Linked DNA regions of Gossypium hirsutum: region 1 is linked to region 2. Evidence: chromatin contacts called from public Hi-C data. All regions are on one chromosome and are shown on one strand. The core of a region is the stretch at or near the end of the contact, and the rest is flanking DNA. Distances in the headings are between cores, read along the strand shown.

The links. A called contact is a pair of places that touch in the nucleus more often than the background predicts.
Region 1: a contact with region 2 is called in a Hi-C map of leaf, with 2.0 times the contacts expected there. The contact joins the promoter of LOC107915881 here to the promoter of LOC107914549 in region 2.

Annotation. Positions count from the first base shown.
Region 1 is chrD10:19,826,492-19,830,091 of Gossypium_hirsutum_v2.1, forward strand. It overlaps LOC107915881 (probable LIM domain-containing serine/threonine-protein kinase DDB_G0286997), which reads left to right and starts at 1,672. Exons shown (of 1, transcript XM_016845075.2): 1 at 1,672-2,598. The coding sequence starts at 1,794. The coding sequence ends at 2,312.
Region 2 is chrD10:19,613,481-19,617,349 of Gossypium_hirsutum_v2.1, forward strand. It overlaps LOC107914549, which reads left to right and starts at 2,596. Exons shown (of 2, transcript XM_016843491.2): 1 at 2,596-3,357. The coding sequence starts at 2,792.

The DNA of each region.
Region 1 (3,600 bases), core at 422-2,921, 210 kb after region 2:
CTCCACACATGGATAGAAGTAGATAAACATGAATTAATTCGGACTCTCACATGATGAAAAAAAATTAAAGGTCTCAAGAAGAAAAAGATCCTATTTAACTATTGTACATTGCTAGCATTAATAGAAAATGAAATAATCTTGAGTCTCGAATAACTGATCATATTGCCAAAGCCGTTAAAGTGAAAATAAATCTTATAAGATGGAGATTTTGATGATTTTGAGATCACATATTTAAATCTCACCATGTGTGTGGATTTAATCTAAAATTAGGGCAAAATACCAAAAAAAGCTCTATTTTTTTAAAATTTACCGAAATGGGCCCGATATTTTATTATTTACCGGAATGGGCCATTTTTCCCAAAATCGTGTCCACGTCAACACGATGTCAGGGAACGTGTCAGCAAATCGCGTCCATGTCAGCGGCTTTGCTTACGTGGACACAAATCGCGCCTACGAGGACGCGATTTTCTGACACATCAGCAAAACGCGCTGACGTCCACGCGATTTGCTGACACGTCCCCTGACATCGTGCTGACGTGGACGCGATTTGGGAAAAATGGCCCATTCCGGTAAATAATAAAATACCGGGCCTATTTCGATAAATTTTTAAAAAAATAGGGCTTTTATGTGTAATTTACCCTTTTTTTTGGTATTTTGCCCCTAATAATATATATTAATGTAATATTGAAGAGTTAATTGATTAAAAAAATAAATGCAACAAGTACAAAAAAGATTCAAAATTATTACCAACAAAATTTGAACCAAGGTACTAAGGGAAAAGAGCAAGCATCTTAACCAACTAAGCTAAACTAATTAATTAACATATTATAAAAATACTGTTATTATCTTAATTATATTACTTACGTTCTAATGATTTATCGGACCTATTCCATATACGTGTCAAATCAAAAAAAATAATACAACAATTCTGTAAAAAAAATCCGGTGTTTACTTCAAATAAATAAAGAAAATAATGATTTGAATGTTTCAAAATTCAATTTTAAACCGAAAAATCAAAATTTAGAGGCAAAAAAGGATCATTTTCAATGAAAACTGCGGCAAACTGCCTTCGTCCATTTTTCAGCGCGTAGATCTCGAAAATTTATTCGAAATAAAAAAAATCGTCTCAATCGGACAACCGAGCCAAAAGTTATGGCCTTTCAAAGTTTTCCAAGCTAAAAAACATAAATTGTTCATGAATTATTGCTTCCATGTCAGCAAATCGCGCTTACGTAGATGCGATTTGTTGCCACGTAAGTAATCGCACTGACGTGGACGCGATTTGCTGACACATTTCCTGATATCGCGCTGACGTGGACGCGATTTCGAGAAAAATAACCCATTCTAGTAAATAATAAAATACCGGGCCCATATCGGTAAATTTTAAAAAAAAGGACTTTTATGTGTAATTTATCCCTAAAATTATTGCGGTGGATTGAATTTAATTTATTTATTAAAACAATTAATTAATATTTATAATAATTTATTGTAATAGTAAAATTGAAGTGTGAGTAAAAAAGCTTTGGTGATGGATACCGCAATATTGCTTTTTTTCTTTTTCTTTTGGATAAGTCATGTAAAGTAATATTCTGACATGTCTTTACTTCTGATTTCACTTCACTTCTGCTGGTCCTGCTTCTCTAATACTATATAACCCCAAAAGTAGAGAGATCTTCAAGCCTAAAGCCTTCCTCTCTGGCTCTGGGATTATTTTCCTTCATATAATCCCCTAAACCAATTGATCACTGAAACCCCAAAAACACCACCACCACCACCACAAATTTCATCCCAAGATGTTTACCACAAGTCCTGATCATCTTCCCCATAATAAGAGTCTCGAAATTAAGCAAGATGACAAGTTCTTTTCCAGGCTTTTATCTAAGGAAAACTCTGTCGCCAATCCTTCTTTCAGGGTCTACTATGGCGGACTGCCCGGTGCTGTCCCTTTCATGTGGGAGTCTCAGCCTGGGACACCCAAATACACATTCTCTGATACATCCATTCCTCCTCTCACTCCTCCTCCATCATACTACTCCAACTCCAACTCCAAACCCATCAAGAATAAGCACTCAAGATCTGGTCTTTTCCAGGCATTGTTCCCAAAGATGATCAGTTTGAAGAAAACCAGCAGTCTAGTGCCTACATCACCTCCTCCTCCTCCTTCTTCTTCACCAATATTTCTTGCAATAAGGCCCGAAAAATACCAGAAGAGGAGTCGATTTTTTACCCCAGATGATGAAGCTGATACTGCAGCCATTAGGTCACCAACTTCCACTCTGTGTTTCGATATTGGTAGGGGGAAGTATCGGTAAGCTTCGTGGATGATACGACTGCTGAACATATATCCTCAGCTGTTTAACATGGATCTGAGTAAACATACAGATTTGGTGGATGAGAATCTCTCTCACGTTTGTGTTCATTTACTTTGTAATTGCAACCATCTAGGAATGTATTTTAGTTGGTCTATGGTTAGTTAAAGCTGTGAAAACACCCAAAACTACAGAATTTATGGTACTAAATCATTTACTATTGCCGGAAAAAAAATATTTGTAATTTTCTCAGTTGTATCTTACTGTTAATAAAATCTGTTTTCGTTAATGATAGATATATAGTAGTTGTAAAAATTTTGCATTTAAAGAGTAACAAAGCCCAATGAACTTATTAATCATATGTTTTATATGAGAGAGGTACATTTACCTTCCTTCATAGTCACCATTATTATGTTACAAACATGGGGTTTAATGCACCCACCCCCACATAATGCTTAACTCTTACATTCCATTCAACATTCAACAATACATGCGCATCATTTTCCCAACTTCAGAAAAAGAAAAAAACAAGTAACTGTTGAGAGTGCTTAAAGTTCATTAAGGAAATATTTTAAAATTTGGTTTTAGTGAGCAAGGATCTTAGTAGATGACAACACTACAACTCGGTCAAGTTTAGAAATTGAAATATCTAGTTAATCCTAAACTAAATAAGGAGGGAAAATGTTATATAACAGACAGCCCCTGAAACTCAAAAGAATTCATAGACAAATTTCAGCCACAAATTTTAGGAACTGTTAGGGAAGTGTTTCCTTTGCATGGTGCTGATTAATAATTTTGTGCACCAGCTGAGGTTTTCTTTGGGAATATGATCATATAGTGTACCCTACATTGATATAAACTACTTAATGCTCATGTTGTATGAATTTAATGAACAAAAGAATCAGAGTGTTTGAAAGGACACTAAGATTTTGTTGCATAATTTACTTGGTGGTTGATGGTCTCATAATTTAATACATTTATGTAGCATAGATAAAGGTTCCTATCTTCATATTTAATTTGGGGTGTGATTTTTGGAATCTTTCTGCACTTCCTTTCTCCTTCCACAGTACACAAATCTTGTCCCATTTGAATGAGGGGAAACCTCCTGTGCCTTTCTAATTAATAGACTATACGGAATGCAAAACTGGGATTTTGGTCCTTAATTTGATTGAAAAAAGAATGAATCGCTCCATTATTTTACTTTGTGGAAAGACTGTAACAACTTGACAAATACAAAAGCAATCAAATCAAGGAAGATGAAAATATTATTGAAAATTGTACGGCAAAGACA
Region 2 (3,869 bases), core at 1,346-3,845:
TCTAACCCACAATCATCTGCAGCGTACGACGTTCCCTCACCGGTTGATGTCGTAGGTAGTACGTCATCCCTTCTTCTGGGCATTTGATAACGCCCCCAATTGGATGTAGATTGCCATCCAGTGAACTTGATGCGGTTCTCCAGCTCGTATTTCCAGCGTCAACCGTCGAGCCACCGACGTACATGTCCCATCCACCGACAGAGTGTCTTGGGGGGATGTGCATTCGACACCGCTACCGAACATAGGCTGTTCCGTATTTTGTAACACGCTAACCGACTGTCGGCCAGGGGTCGTGTATACATCTCGAACACCGGACGAAAGTACATCATTTGGTGACGTAAATTGTACATATAACTCAATAAAAGTTGCTCCGCTAGCAAGATGAGTCTGCACCATTGCCTCCAAGCTATGAGCACTTTTTATGTCGAACGAGTCATATGTCACCGGATCAACAGAAGAACAAAACCGATACGTCATTGACTGAACTTTCATTGGCGTGGTTCGGAAGATTTTACGCCTAATTCTTTTACGGAGTTCTGTCAAATCTATGTTTTGGCTAAATGACAGTCGCACCGTATTCTCCGACAAAAAAACAACACCATTCTCGGTGTGGCAAACCTCACCATCGTAGTAAATAACAGCACTAATACGTTCACTCATTTTGAAACTCTAAATTCCCTAACCCTAACCTAAAATGTTTCTGCTCTGAGTTATGCATTCTAAGAAAATTCTCTGCCTAATTTATAGCATCAGCCCAAACTTGCTACTGTAGCGAAATCGCGTCCACGAGGGCGCGATTTGACACTATTTGCTCAGAAACGTCAAAAAAAATTATTTCCTACATGACCAACTGTAGCGAAATCGCGTCCACGAGGGCTCGATTTCACAATTTCTTCTCATATAGCATCCTGGTATCAGCGATTTTATACTATTTCTCAGAAAACGTCAAAAAAAAATTATTTCTCACATGACCACTGTAGCGAAATCGCGTCCACGAGGCCACTATTTCACAATTTCTTCTTAAATAACATCCTAGTAGAAGCGATTTCCCACTATTTAACCAGAAACGTCAACTCGAAAAAAAAAATTCCTGGACCCCTAACTCCTAAAAAGCCTGCACCCTAAACCCTAAAAGCCATAAAACCCAGGCGTAAAAATCAGGGTCAAAATCGCATTCCCGATACCGCGCTAAGTGACAGAAGGTCGCGTCCACGTCAGCACGACCTGCTGACGTGGACGCGACCTTCTGCCTCGTCCCCTGACATCGCTCCGACGTGGCGCGATTTTGGGGGAAATGGCCCAGTCTGGTAAATAATTAAAAAACCGGCCTATTTCGGTAATTTTATAAAAAAAATTGGCTTTTTTGGTAAATCCCTCCAAAAGAAATTTATGAAAGAGAAAGCTCTAACTTTTCGTCTTTCTTTTTGAATTTTGACTAATTAAAATATAAATTAAAAAGATTAATTGCACCAAATGTCCTTATACTATGACCTTTATTTTAAATTAGTCTTAAACTTTAAATAATTCTCATTACATCCTTAAATTACATATGTTGTATTAATTTAGTCCTTTTGTTACTAAAATAGTTAATTTAATGTTAAATGATACCTCAAATCTTATACGGTATAAGCAAAAATGAAAATTTTAAGAAAAAAATCATATTATTAAAATGGATGTTGAAAATTTCTTAATTTTTTTAATGTTTTCGAAGCTTTTTACGTATGTTTAATCATCCAATCTCTTCTTTTTTAGTTTTACTTTATTTTTAGTTTTTACTTTTAAAAGTAATATTGCAACATCTTATTTTTAAAAAAGTTTTCATTTTATTTTTCAAAAAAAAGTTTTCATTTCAAATTTAGCTACATATGATTTGACGTGTCATTTAATGTTTATCATAATGAAAAGACCTGATTGATATAACTTTTAAGTTTGAGATGCAATTAGATTGCTTTGAAGTTTGAGATGTAATTAGAATGTTTTGAAGTTTGTGAACCAATTTAAAATGATAGTCATAGTTTAGGGGTGGTTAGTGCAACTAACTCATAAAAGATTATAAGGGAGAGATTGAAAAATGTTAAAGATCCAACCGTTAAATTTATCGATATAATTGTACTTGCAATAATTTGAACCTATCTGATATCTCTATCATATCGATATTAAAAAGTATATATATTAATATTTATTGAATGGTTAAAAGTTTTTTTAATATAAAAATATAATTAAAAGATTTTAATTTCTATCAAATATGACGTGCATAATCTATATGATTGAAATATAAGGATAAAACCATTAAAATATTAATCATACAAAGGAAAACCAACCAAGAATTTCTTTGTAATTTTTTGACTAATAAATTTTGAAAATTTACTTGACACATTATTAGTGAAGTTTTTAGTATAAATAAGGTTGACAAGTACCCTATTAAAATATAATAAAATATTAAAAAATAAATATTTTAAAAAATACTTATTAATTTTTTAAAATTGCTTACGAAATAGACTTAGACTTTTAATTTTTATTACTGGAAAAGGAATTCTTGCTTTTCCTTTTTCTGGTTTTTAATCCATTCAACAATTTGTTGTCCTTTTTTCATTTTAATAGCTATTTTATTTTATTTTTTAAATCCGGAAAGAACACAGATTACAAGTCCCAACTAATATTGGGGCCCAGGTAGGGCCTTTTTATTGAACGACGTGGCGAAATCTAGTGCATTTGGATCCAGGGTTTGAAGTCACAGAGTACAGGTGGCGATAGGACAGAAGAGCAGAAGAGAAAGCAAAGCGAAAGGAAGATGATCAAGTCTACTCCTTTTTTAATACCCCTCTCAACCGAACCCTCCTTTCTCCTTTCTTTCTTGTTGTACGACTCCATGGCTGTACCTGTAATGCGCTGTATGAGCAAGCTTAACATCAAGGCCCCACCTCCATCACCCATCCCAACCGCCACCGGCTCACGATCCGCTGCCAACGAGATCTTAACCGACTTTCTCGAGAAGTCGTTACAGATCCCCGACCTAACGCTACCCGAGTGCCAGACACTCCGCCACCACGGCCTACCCGATAAGGTCGATTTCCAATCCCTTGGTTTAAGGGAGGTGGGGTCGGTGGAGCGGTTTATACGATCGGCACGGAAGTATGGAGTGGTGGCGATAGGGCGGCATGGGATCGATGCGGGGGAGGAGGTGAGGGCGACGGTGAAAGAGGCGGCGAGAGTGTTCGGGGTGTTGGAAGAGAGAGATACGGGATACAGGAGGAATTCGGTGGGAAAGAGGGAGGAGATTGTGTGGGTTGATTGCAAAGACGAGAGGATGGAGTGGGCTCGCCAATATATCGGCGTTCACTTGTATCACAGCTTCAGGTATTCTAACCGTCCCTCCCGCCACCTTTCACAGAAATATGAGTAAATTTCCTTAAATTCCTTGGGCTTTTTGGGCCCTATTCACTACCTAATTTTGATTTTTGCGTACCTAGTTTTATACTCTTTTAGCTTGGGCCAGAGGTTAAAATTGAAATTAACGTAAAATAATAATTTTGTTAACCCTCCAGTTTAACAATATACTTGATCACTTGCGTATATATAATTGAGATATATTTCAAAATTATAGCTTAATGTGTAACGTGCATGCACGTTTATACATGATTAGTATGCATATTAAACACTTAAGTGAATTAAAATACAATTATGACTAAATGTTTTTATTTTGTAAATTAAACTTTTATTTTAAAACAAGATGAAGCATTACTATAAAAAATTTAGCCTTCGAAAACATTGATACATTTAAAAAAAAAAAGCCAAAAAATCTATAAGTGTTTATGTTAGGTAAATATAAATAGTTGTGTCCGTTATATACATACAAAATAATGATATGT